Linked DNA regions of Mus musculus: all the other regions are linked to region 2. Evidence: chromatin contacts called from public ChIA-PET and HiChIP or PLAC-seq data. All regions are on one chromosome and are shown on one strand. The core of a region is the stretch at or near the end of the contact, and the rest is flanking DNA. Distances in the headings are between cores, read along the strand shown. Region 1 overlaps Rora (RAR-related orphan receptor alpha). Region 2 overlaps Rora (RAR-related orphan receptor alpha). Region 3 overlaps Rora (RAR-related orphan receptor alpha). Region 4 holds the start of Anxa2 (annexin A2).

The links. ChIA-PET counts read pairs in DNA pulled down with a chosen protein or histone mark. HiChIP or PLAC-seq counts read pairs in DNA pulled down with a chosen protein or histone mark.
Region 1: an RNA polymerase II ChIA-PET map of effector CD8 T cells shows a contact between it and region 2, with 22 read pairs. The contact joins two enhancer-like sites. A contact is called at or near these places in 4 of 484 Hi-C or Micro-C datasets (CD4 T cells, CD8 T cells, Th1 cells and 1 more) and 3 of 115 datasets of contacts at active chromatin or transcription factors (CD8 T cells, effector CD8 T cells and thymic regulatory T cells).
Region 3: a BATF HiChIP or PLAC-seq map of CD8 T cells shows a contact between it and region 2, with 7 read pairs. The contact joins two enhancer-like sites. A contact is called at or near these places in 3 of 484 Hi-C or Micro-C datasets (CD8 T cells, Th1 cells and group 2 innate lymphoid cells), 2 of 115 datasets of contacts at active chromatin or transcription factors (CD8 T cells and fibro-adipogenic progenitors) and 1 of 9 other capture datasets (embryonic stem cells).
Region 4: a contact with region 2 is called in an RNA polymerase II ChIA-PET map of memory CD8 T cells, with 28 read pairs. The contact joins the promoter of Anxa2 here to the enhancer-like site in region 2. A contact is called at or near these places in 1 of 39 promoter capture datasets (liver), 2 of 115 datasets of contacts at active chromatin or transcription factors (CD8 T cells and memory CD8 T cells) and 1 of 9 other capture datasets (liver).

What each region holds. Positions count from the first base shown.
Region 1 is chr9:69,312,881-69,315,900 of GRCm38.p6, forward strand. All of the region lies in intron 2 of Rora (RAR-related orphan receptor alpha), which reads left to right. Among named protein-coding and RNA genes, the nearest start is that of Gm46153, 8.8 kb to the left of the region's middle. Within about 2 kb of position 1,726, at least 24 of the 459 cell types and tissues checked have an H3K27ac peak or open chromatin away from gene starts, as enhancers often do. A contact at or near this core is called in Th1 cells, effector CD8 T cells and thymic regulatory T cells, where this site is marked.
Region 2 is chr9:69,032,765-69,035,828 of GRCm38.p6, forward strand. The region is part of intron 1 of Rora (RAR-related orphan receptor alpha); the gene reads left to right. Among named protein-coding and RNA genes, the nearest start is that of Gm31262, 210 kb to the left of the region's middle. Within about 2 kb of position 1,632, at least 55 of the 459 cell types and tissues checked have an H3K27ac peak or open chromatin away from gene starts, as enhancers often do. A contact at or near this core is called in CD8 T cells, Th1 cells, effector CD8 T cells and 3 more, where this site is marked.
Region 3 is chr9:69,348,707-69,351,604 of GRCm38.p6, forward strand. All of the region lies in intron 3 of Rora (RAR-related orphan receptor alpha), which reads left to right. Gm15511 (predicted gene 15511) reads right to left here. Exons shown (of 3, transcript NR_136934.1): 3 at 183-392. Among named protein-coding and RNA genes, the nearest start is that of Gm15511, 14 kb to the right of the region's middle. Within about 2 kb of position 1,440, at least 13 of the 459 cell types and tissues checked have an H3K27ac peak or open chromatin away from gene starts, as enhancers often do. A contact at or near this core is called in CD8 T cells, Th1 cells and group 2 innate lymphoid cells, where this site is marked.
Region 4 is chr9:69,452,126-69,455,202 of GRCm38.p6, forward strand. It overlaps Anxa2 (annexin A2), which reads left to right and starts at 1,558. Exons shown (of 13, transcript NM_007585.3): 1 at 1,558-1,614.

The DNA.
Region 1 (3,020 bases), core at 476-2,975, 280 kb after region 2:
TTTTACATTTTCATGGAAAAATTAGATTGTTTTTTATCAAGTAGAAAAGTAGGAGAAAAAAATATATAGCTGAAGGCCCATGTGTGTACAGAGGCATGAATGTAGTCTTTAAGGGCACTACAGTGAACTCGGGACTATGTCAGGGAAGCCAACTGAATCATACCCCTTTATTCTGAGCATCATGAAAGTGCACCACTCCCTGTCGGCTGTGGTCTTCCAATTCCTCCCCCTAGTCCCCCAACACCCAATCAGAACCAAGGAGAGTAAATAACCACCTTCAGATAATACCAATGGGTAAACATGTCCAGAACTGATCATGTAAGGCAGTGTTGGCAGAGCCACTAGCTGGCAAAATAAAGAAAGGGTGAGTAGAAAAAAATATCAGTAGTCCAACACTGGACCATACAGGGCAGAATAGAGACCTGGTAAAATGACTAATAATATGGTAATATGCATTCTTCCTGTCTCATAAGTGGGTCCTGACAACTATCTAGTCCACAGCACTTGTGTGACTTGGGAGAAAAGAAGAGCTCAGAAAGGTTAAGTGGCTGGCTCAGCATCATCACCACTTAGCAGCAGAGTCAATTTTGGAACTTTGGTCTCTTGACTCTCAGTGCAATGGCCCAACTACTGTACCATGACCTTCTAATTGATTGCGTGATGACAGCCCATGTCAGGGGTATAGGGTCAGGTTCACGGAGACCTCTAAAAGAATAGCTGTTGGAGACTCATCACTAAAGCTGTTTGTGGTATTAACCATCTCCAAAGGACCAAAACGAATTAATACAGTTCAGCATAAAATCTGAAGTTACATCTAGAATGGAAGGTCATTTTGTGTGTGCATTGAGCCACCTAACAAGTATTTATTAAGAAATGCCTGTGTCGTGTTTGCGTGACCTGCAGCTCAGGAACAACTGTCTCCTCTGTAAGAGGCCAGGGGGTGCGAGGGGACACCTCTGGGTCTGTCCCCTTCGTGTCTCTTCCCCTCCCTTCTGTGTCTCAGGTACACATCTTCCCTTTCTCTGGGTTGTCATATCCTTTTCATCTGCTCTTTAAATGTCAATCTCTGTTCTCTTCTCCTTTCTTAGCCAGTGTAGGTTTCTCCTGTTTATCTCGCTCTCCCTTGACTGACGCATTCTATTTGCATGTCTTTAGCTGCAGTTAATATCTGCTAAATCAAACCATATTGGGCTTGAATAGCTTCCTTTGAGTTCTGAATAAAAGGATGCTTCAGCCGCCTGGCTCTGCAACTGTAGGTTCTTTGTCAGTCAGGAGGTTTAACTTACTCAAAACCTTCCTTGTCCCCATCCCCGCGTCCCTATATTGTTCATCTTCCCCCTGTTCAAGCCAGCTCACCCTTTGAGCTGTTATTCCTGTAAACTGATCCCTGTTTGGGGGAAATGACTGCTGTTTCATTTACTTACATGGCTTGGTGAATGAGGACACCTATTGTTCTGTTTGTTTGCTGGTGTCTTCTTTTCACTAGACTACCACCCCACGGTCATTAGAAGGACCACGACCACTGCTGTCTTCAGCTTAGCCATAGTGAGCATGAACTAAGCATCGGGTCAGAGGACTTGAACCTAAAATGAACAGCCCTCTGTTATTTTTTTTTTCCTGAGGAGGAGAGCAAGATGAGCAAGTCACTTGCATTGATTGGTTGAGTTCAACCAGTTTCCTATAGCTGATGTCTCCTACCGCAGAGAAATGATTAGATTCTAAGTGCCAGAAGAAAGGTGTGAAAAGACACTAACCACAGAAAATGCCTCTTGTAAAGTATGTCATCCACTATTGATTTTACACCCAGGAAGTGCCAGAGTCTTGAAATTTTTTGTTTGTTTGACGCAAAAGCATCGGAAACGAAATCCACATGAAATATATCAAAACTCCACAGCCAACTTTTACCCTCTTCATCTCTGTCATTCAACAGCTGCCTGTCCTTGCCTCTCAAAGAAGCCATGCTAAGGGTTTGATAGCATAACAGCGATACTTAGATTCAAGATCAACTTCTATTACCAGGAAAGTGAAAGGAATTCATGGGTGAGTGGGCTCTGTGCCTGCCGGCTGCATAAGTGAACTGTGGGGATGCCCTACAACTCCAGCTGATAGATTCCCAGCTCTGTGCCTGTTCTGTCTCCTGCCTCCTGAGAATTAGTGGCAAGTCCTGACTTCCTATGCAGGACATTCTAGAGATAAGGGACTTCCTTTCTGAGAGGCAGTCTCACGCCACACTAGGGAGATGAGTGAGGGGTTGGTGTCCTTGGGGAAGATGTGCATAACTCGTCTTCTTTCTCCCAAGTCTATCAGCCGTAGAAAGCAAAGAAAGCAACCTTCCTGTCAGCAAGCTGAAGACTCTCAAGTAAGAGAGGCCTTTGGGGCTTCTTTCGGTATCACTGTCTGAGGCTACATGGCTGTTCTGCCTCCCATCATAAAGGCCAACACTAATCTCTGGCAAGTCAGAAAAGTACAGGAGGCCAAAGTGACAGTGGGAACCTTGGGTACTATCCTACCCATTTTCCAGCAGAGGAACAGTCCCTACCCGCTTCCCCAGAGCTTACTATCCAGGAAACCATCCTCTCATGCAGGGAGTTCTCGGGGGATCAAGAATGTCCACATATGGAAACATTTTAGATTATCACATCTGGAAAGAGCTCCCAGCAACTAATAAGGAGAGGCCATGGAGAGTGCTACACATCCACAAGGCCCAAGACAACCTTAGAGCAAAGAATTCTCTGGTATAAAATTCCAGCAATGCCAAGCGATAGAAATCCCCACAGAACATGGGCTTTGGCTCAGCTTCATTCATAATGGGTCCTTTGCATGTGACATCAGCATTTTCTACCAGAGTAAGTTCTCTTTTTAAATGTTTGTCTGAATTGGATCTGTTGAGGTAAGTCTTTAATCATGCCCAGGAGACAGAGAAAGGAGGACTCAGAGTTCAAGACCAATCCGGGCCACTTCACAAGATCCTGTCTCAAAATAAAACTAGGCTGAGCCTGTAGCTTTGTTGTAGAGAGCTG
Region 2 (3,064 bases), core at 382-2,881:
CCAAGTACTTTGTTGGGGAAAATGGAAATGAGCAGATACCCCCCCAGTGTCTCTCTCTCTCTCTCTCTCTCTCTCTCTCTCTCTCTCTCTCTCTCTCTCTCACACACACACACACACACACACACACACACACACACACACACACACTCACCAGTGTGAAGCTCTAGAATATAGGGACAGAGGAACATTCTGTGAATGCCTTGGGGCTTTGCAGTCACTCAAATTACCAGTGACTCTAATTAACTTCCCAGGATTCTGGAACAGTCTTTATCTGCATTGTAAAAAAGGAATGTATCCCTCAGGGAACATGTCAGGCTGAGACCTTCCTGGGTGAGTTTTCTAGAATAGTAGAGGCATGGTGATATGGCAGCTGGGAAATAGCAGATTAAACAGAAATCTCCAGTCTTTGGTGCTATACTCTTTTTAGGAGACCTAGAAAGTGCCAGATTCCACTTTTCAGTTGAATAGACCTTGTGTGTGTGTGTGTGTGTGTGTGTGTGTGTGTGTGTGTGTGTGCACGCGCGCACACGTGTGCAGTTACTAATATCATTGTAATATAGTGTGCCAAGCTCTGTCCCAAAACTGAATGGACTTTAGTTCTACCATGAATTAAACCAGTAATGAGTACTTTCATCTCTGATTCAGACATTATCTACTAGATTTGATAGCTACTGACCACTCAAGACTCCTTTGCTTAGGATGAAATACTTACACTCTCTGGACCTCAGGATTCTCTTTGATCCATTGTTCATCACAATAGCTCCATATAGTGAGGTCTGTATGGCTCGCGTGCTAAGGACTTCACATGAGGGAACTCCTATGTCTACAGCAAACTTAATGCAGATGGCCTGAAACTTAGGTTAAGGGACTTAACTAAAGTCAAAGAGCATTGACTAATTCCAGAGCAGAGAATTAAAGCACGTCTTTGCACCAGTGTAGTTTGGGCTCTATGCCACTAAGGCCCATCCTGGCTTTCATATTGTAGCACTCCAGGGCCTTGAAGACTCATATAAAGATAGCTTGAGGGGGGGAATGGCAAGGTAGGTTGGTGGGTAAAGTCACCTACTACCAAACCAGATGACTTTGTGTGGTCCCATGGGACCCATGGGGTGGAAGGAAAGAACCAGAGACTCCTACAAGTCAGAGTGTACAAGCTTCACATGCACACAGTCACACCGAGACACACTTCATAAAGAAGTATAAAAACAATGATGATAGACGCTCCCAAACCTGCTTAAGCAGAAAAGGTTGCTGGAGTAAAAAGGGGTAGAAAGGATGAGAGTCGCCACACTGCCGAAAACACGGAAGAAACATGAGCAAAGCTTCTGAAAGCAAAATGCCATCGTCAGTGGCTCAGAGCTCATCACCCAACTATGTCAAGGTACTAGGAAGCTAAGTGCAGCCTCTCTTTCCAGACTGCACTGAGCCATCACTGTCCCTTCTCTCGGGATGGCATCGCGATGGCCATTCAGCCAATGGCTTCACACAGCAGACAGAGCCACCCAGTAAGGGTCTTCAAAGCTGCTGCATGGGAAGTCACCTCACCTTTGCAACTTTTCTACTCTATGCAGGTGTCAGCCACAGCTAGAGGAGCTGTGACTTTCACTTTAGCCAAGATGCTCCGTGGATACACACGCACGCTGGCACCCACAGTGTGCTCACTCAGAGATAGGGTGTCTTGGTTTCCTCTGCTTACACAACTGAAGCTGCCTGGGGACACTTTTATTTAGATGGCTCATCGGCCACAAACTGTTTCGTTACGTGTTGCCTGGCTCCCTTCACTTCCTGCACATTCTCTTGAGCAGATAGTTCATCTCCTTATCTCAGAGAACTATTTCCCCAAGTGTAGCCCTGGAGTTAGGAGTGTTGATACCATCGAGGCTGGTAAGCATGAAACCACCCTTTTGGTAATTGTTGGAGTGGTGCTTTTTTTCATGTTTGCTTCATGAAGAGATGATGTGGTTAGATTTGAGTGGGGCCTTGCTGAGGGTGTCATCTGTGCCTGGGGTTACCCACATCGTCACGTGGTTCACTTCTTTGTGCAGCACGATGATCTTATCTTATGGGTTGCACCTCTGCATGACACTCCAAGCTCCTTCTAGCTTTTGTGTGTGCATGCCCATGCAAATGTGGGCACTGGGCCTGTGTGGGGGGCTTACTCAAAGCAGCTGCTCACCGGTGGGTGCTTTAGTCATTAATGTATAATGGGAACTGGTCAATTGGGGGCCTCTCCAGCTGTGCTTAGAAAGTCAGGTTTACCTGACTTTTTCTCTTGAAATTTGCCTGAATTAGATATAGTTTTTCTAAGTTTCGAACGTGGTAATTCCTTTGTTCTCTCTCTATTCTGGGAACTGACCACTCAGAGTGCAAAGGTGAATACAACAGAGCAAATATCCTTAGGAGACTCTCAATATAGTAACACACACACACACACACACACACACACACACACACACACACACACACACTGGGAGGAGTGGGAAAGAAAGGTGGGAAGGGAGGGAGGAGAGATGACAAATATCTAGAATCTAATTCAGGAAGGGCCAAGGAGATACCAGGATCTGTGGGAAGACAGACTAGGACCAGAAGAGACCCTGTGAGGAGCAAGAGGCATATCAAGCCCATCTTCAAAGTCAAGAACAAGCTCACCACTTCAAAAATAGAGAAAATGTTCCCAGAAAAGGCCAGAAGAAAAGAAGCATATGAAGGCGGAACTATTTGGCTTGTTTGTATGTCCCAAATAGAGCAGCAGGCCCAGCAGCAGGCTGCACAAAGCTCACTGGCTCCTCTGGCATGGAAATTTGTGTATTTTCCTGAGGTGTGTGCTTTAAAAATTAATCCAAAGCTTAATTTGTGAGTTCATCAGAAACTCCAGAACATCCGAAGGAGATTTGGGGGAACTTTGTTCAGCCTGGCCACTGTTCCATGGTTCTGACATGTCTTTCCCTTCACGCAGCATTCAAACCTGCGAATTCTCCACCCCACGGTGTTAATCATAAATGTATCCTTGACCTCTACCCGCTGGGGAAAAAGCAAAACAAAACAAAAATACACACGTGGACAG
Region 3 (2,898 bases), core at 190-2,689, 320 kb after region 2:
TATGCTGGCTGCCCTTGCTGCAAAGTGCGTGTGCACACACACACACACAGAGACCTGGGGTTGCCCATTACTGGATTTATGAGAAGGTATTTCCCGTAAGTTTCACACGGCTGTGACTGAATGTTTCTGTTGCTATTCAGATGTTAAGTTATGGGACGAACTGGGCTTTACTCCTGGTGTCACCTGCCCACATCTTAGTCTTTTAATCCCTCCACTTCATCCATAAGGTAGCCGTGACACCTGCCCTTCCCACCTGTTAGGATATTCCAAGAATCAGAGGCACTTAAAAGTATCCTGGAAAGTGCCGCTTGAGTCCACATAGCATCTTCATTATCACTGTTGTGACCGTTTGTATGGTGTGGCCTTGGAGCCATGGATACAGAACAGGCTCACTGTGAGAATGGAAAATAGAGATGCTTATCTTAATCAATCCAAGACCGTGCCCCCCAAACTGTTATTCAAATTTCCATTGGTTAAATTTTAAATTCTTCTGCTTGTATGGGAAGAGTCCTAAGACAGGGTTAAAATAGCCCAAAATGAGTGGGAGAGTTGCTATTTGATACAAAAGGCCTAGAAGACAGTAATAGCTAAACCCAGATTAGCCCTGAGGCTTTTTAAGATTGGGGGTTGGGGGAAATCTGTGAATTTGGTTTGCTTTCCATTAGTGAAAACTAGAATGTATTGCATAAGATAGAATCACCTGCAGACACACATACATAATGGCTGAGATATTTGAGGGAGATTAGCCTCATAATTTTTTTAAAATTCTTCCTTTCACTGCTAATCCTATCATTGGCTGATTTACATATATGTAAATGCATCATCTAGACTGCAGGTTAATGGAGATGGATTTTTAAACATTATTGTGCGTATTTATTTGGAGCAGGAAGAGGAGTAGTCATGGCATGCACATGGAGGTCAGATGACAACTCGCAGGAGTCAGTTGTCTCTTTCTACTATGTAGGTCCTAGGAACTCAGGTCATCAGTCTTGGTGGCAAGTCCCTATACCACTAAGCCACCTCACTGGTCTAAAGCATGGGACTTTTGTACATCACCAGATCCTTTTGTACTTTTTAAAAAGGCCACCCACCTTTCAGAAGTGGGGAACTTGTTACTTGAGGGGAATTTTGAATTATTCATCTCTGTGGTTAAGACCTCATTCATGGTACTGGATTTAAAAAAAAAGAAGAAGAAGAAATCTATACCCCTTTCTTCCTTAATCTGACCTCTCTGAAATAAATTATTTTAAAAGTGAAATACTTGGGGCTGGAGAGAAGGCTGGGTGCATAACACTGCCAGCTCTGCAAGTATGAGGACCTAGCATCTATGGTTAAAATAATAGTAATATTAATAAAAAGCTGAGTGTGCTTGTGTGCACTGTAACCCCAGGATTGGCAGAAGCAGAGCCAGACAGATCCCCAGAGCTCACCTGCCAGCCAGCAGAGCTGAAACAGAGAACTTCAAGTTCAGTGACCATCTCTGTCTCAGGTATCAAGAGTGACAGAGGAAGACACCCAGTGTCCTAAGTTGAAATACTAAGCTAGCTATGCACATGGCCTGTCCAAGATAGCTGGCTCAACGTCAGCCTCGGTGTCCCCAAAGTTGGTGGGAGCACCAGGTCCTCTCTCATCCCTACAACAGTGTCTGCTCTGTTGTGGTCCTCCGCATGCATGGCCTTTGTGTGTGGCCCGTCCCCTGGGTGTCTGTGCCACCTGCATCCTTGTATCCTGCCCCAGAAGCCCAGCAGTCACTCTGAGTCGGTCAGCTGTGCCACTGGAGTTCTGTGTATTGACCTGACAATGCATGATCTAGAAAAATGAAAATCAGGGATAGAGAGGGGGTGACTTGTGTGCTATGCCTTAGGCTCATTAATGACAGGCTATTCAGTGAGTCCCGAATTGACAGAGTACCAATGCATTTACACACGCACAGGATACATTTCAAGGCCCAATATTTATCCTGGAGATAATAAATAACAGACAGTAAGGCTAACAGCAACTACAGTCCCAATATATCTAGACACCTCCCCTCCTCAAATCCTGTCCATGGAACACCTCCATGTTGAAATGGTGTTCAGTTGGTGGTGGTTCTGCTCATCTGCTCATGTGACTTCCAACAACGAATGCCACTAAACCATTAGAGTGTGAGTTTTTCAGTATTGTACAGTATTATGAGTTTGGTTTTAAGGGATACAATACCTGTTCTATATTGTAGTGTCTGACTGTAGTTATTTTACCCCTAGTTATGGTGAAGTATACGAGTTCTGCCACTATTGTTAATTATCATATTCTAACCAGGTGCCAATGATCCCACCATGACAAATCATAAATCATTTTCTTCCTGGCAGTATAATTAGACATAGGAGGGTAAGCCATATTGTATATCAAATGGATCTGTAGTAAGAAGGGGATAGAAAATGGTCTGGGTTGTTGTATCAGTTATCTTTCTATTGCTGTGATCAAACACAACAAACACAACTTATAAATGAAAGCATGTCATTGGGTTTACAGTTTTACAGGGTTAGAGTGTGTGACCCCATGGTAATAGGAAAGCTAAGAGCTCGCATCTCAAACTGCAAGCAAGAGGTAGAAGGCAGGAAGGAGTCTGTTGAAACCTCAAAGCTCACTTCCAGTGACACACGTCCTCCAACGAGACCATACCTCCTAATCCTTCCCAAACAGGTCCACCAACTGGGGACTAAGTATTTGAACAAATTGAGTCCGGGGGGGGGGGGGGGGCGTTGGGGAGGAGCATTCTCATTCAAACACCACAGTCGTTTTCTGAGTTAGCTGTGTTGTAGGTATATCTAAAAATCGACCTGACCATAAAGAAGCCAGACAGCATGACCCTTGGAGATCTAGACAGGGGCAGTGCACTACATGGCCCCTGAGTCTGCC
Region 4 (3,077 bases), core at 308-2,807, 420 kb after region 2:
CACCCCCAGTAGTCAGATAAACAAGGTTTCTGTCTTTAAAGCTGCCCACACTGAAGCACTATGAATGTAAATCAGACATTGTATCAAAAGGGATATCTTGTTTTCTGTTTGTCACTCTGCTGGGGCCAACTTCACAGCTACCTGTCTATGTGACAGTGGGCACTGTGCCTATCTCTTCCCCTAACTGTCATCCTTTGGTTCCTAGGAGTGAATTGAGACCGTAGTGGAAAGTATAAACAGATGTTGATATCAGAAGGGACCAGGGCTGGGAAGATAGTGGCCTAAGATCTTGTAGCTTAAGAACCTGAGTTCTGTTCCAAGTTCAGGTAGAAGGCTTTTTGGCCAACCAATCTTGCCTAATTTGTGAGCTCCAGGCCAAAGAGATACCTTGTCTCAAATAACAAGCTGGGCCAAGGTGGGTGCTCTGAAGGGACAGCATCCTAGAGGCTGACAGCGCCTTGCAGGTCATGTGTGATACACGTGACCACGTGTGATACGAGTGAACCACAAGCACACACAACTAGATGGAAGAGAATCGTTAGAACCTAGAGAAAGCAGAGAGGTAGACTCTGCAAGGACGGAGTTGAAAGACCTAGTGTGACTGGGCAGCGGTGGTGGTGTACACTTTTAATTCCAGCACTGGGGAGGCAGAGGCAGGCAGATCTCTGATTCCAGACGAGCCTAGTCTCCAGACAACCAGATCTATACAGAGAAACCCTGCCTTGAAAAACAAAAACAAAACAAAACAAAACAAAACAAAAGAACCAAAACTAGTGTTTAAGGTATTTCCAGCTCTCTTGCTAGCTTGAAGTTTAATGCGGTGTGAACAGTCACCCACAAACACAGTTCACTACTGCGTTGTTTCCTGGAAAAGCAAGCTAGAAAAGAAACAATATGACCCAGAGAAACAGTTTGTCAAGGAATGAGAAGGGGGAAAAACCTTCAATAACCTACAATTAGGAAAAGACCGTAGGACCTGGGGTGTATTGGAGTACTGGGGGAAGGAGGTACCTTCTAGCCTTACCTCTTAGTCTCCCTAGCTGGTTAGAGGCCTCTCCGCTTTGATTTACAAGGCGGAGTAGACTGTGTAAAGCAGGGCCAAGCGAACACCCTCCTCACACTGCTCCAGCTGGTGACCAGAGGTTAAGCTAATATGTTTGCAGACAGTGATGGAGAGCTGGGTGCCAACGGCCCAGTTCAGAGGAATCCAAATATATGCGCCTTGAAACAATTCTACCCTCCATTACCTCGCTGCCTAGAAGCCTTTTAAAAGCAAAAGAAGTGAGTTGGGCAAGCCAAGCAGCTGAAATCTTAATAACCCAGAGCCAGCCTGAGCAGGGCCCTGTACTCTAGGAGTAAGGGGATTTGGGCGGGGGAAATGGGTGGATACTTGTAGGGCCTGGGGAGGCGGTGGAGCTGTCACGTAGGGCAGGACTGGGCTTGGGCTACGTTCCAAGTTGGATGAGTCACCCAGCAGGGTGGGAACAGGCCGGGGAGGGAGGGGATGTGGGGCGGCCTCGCGCTGGGAGGATGGGGCGGGTATAAAAGCCCCACCCAGCCCAGCCGGGCTGCTCCGCTTCAAGGGAGGCTCTCAGCGATACGTGCCCGGCCCAGGTAAGTGGGGCGCGGCCCGGTCGCCCGCTATGGCCTCGGGGTTGCGGTGCTGAACGGGGAGCGGGCAGGCTCCGGCGATGGGGACCCCGGGAGGCACGGAGAGGGACCCACTCCACCCGGTGATCTGCGAGGCCCTGCAACAGAGTTGCAAAGTGTCCCGCAAGTGACCGTGCTCTTTGCATGCCACTCTCCTGAGGGGTCGGGGCGCAGGGGTCGGGGCGTGCTTCCCCTTGAGGTTTCCTCGGAACGGGGAGACCCTTTGTGGGGCGGGGAGCCGAGGGGGCGGCATTCCAGACGTGCTAGATGTCAGGAGGGGGACTGGGTGTGGCCGCTGGGGGAGCCTCCGGCCCAGCAGTGAGAAGTCCCACTTCGCTTTCCGCACTGCGTTCTCTCACTCTGGACCGTAACTTCTGCAATTTCAGGTGAATTTCCTTGCAACTGAGGGACGTGCCTTTGTGGAGTCGGAGCAGGGTACCTGGGGGAGGTCCAGGGGGCACCAGAACCTCAAGTCTTGACTACTGGGTGCCCTTCTTTACAATCTCAACTCAGTCTTCGTCATGAACGCTAGATTGTCTGCTAGGTCAGCGACCTCAGACTTCATTTCTTCTGGGGAGTTTGTGGCTCGCTTAGAATGTGTGCAGAAGGAAGTGTCCCCGGGTGGTTGTAGGGAACGTTGCCTTGACTGTGCTGATGCCACCATGAATCAGTTGATAGGGTCTATAGAAAAGGGCGTGGTTCCTGGGCCTCAGGTTCCAAAGCTGGCGCGGAGGGCTGTGGTTGGAGAAGTTTCTTTATCTATGAAAGTGGTTTCCGAACTCTGCTGTTGATAGCGCCACTCACACTGAGTTATTGAAGGTTTCCGAAAACAAGTTCATTCAAAAATAGCTAAATAAAGCGTACTGAAACAGTGTCATGCAAATGTAAAAGCAAAGCAAAGGCAACAAAATAACTGTTACTTGAGACAGAGCCGTAATCTCAACACTCAGAAGACTGGAGCAGCAAGATCCCTTTTGAATCCGACCTGAGCTACATAGTAAGTGAGATTCCTGTAGGGGGAAAAACCCAACTACCAAAAAAAAAAAAAAAAAAAAAAAAAGAGAGAGAGAGAGAGAGAGAGAGAGAGAGAGAGAGAGAGAGAGAAAAGAAAAAAACCATGAGCTTATGATCACGATCAAGCTTATTGGTAATTGGTAGAGTACCGTAGTAGGTTGAACTTCATTCCCAGAACTTGAAAAAGCTATTCATGTGTGAACTATTATGCCATATTCAACTCCAGCCCTTAAAAGCAACCATAAACTCTTGGAATTCAAGATCCTCAGCCTGAAACACTCAGGAGTATAATTAGGTGGGTCTGCAACTTGGACTCGGGAAGCCACTTCCCTGCCCAACCCCAACAAAGCTATAGAATGTGTTTGGAATCCCAAGCTAGCACCAGAAAAAGATTAATTTGCAGTGTATCCGAG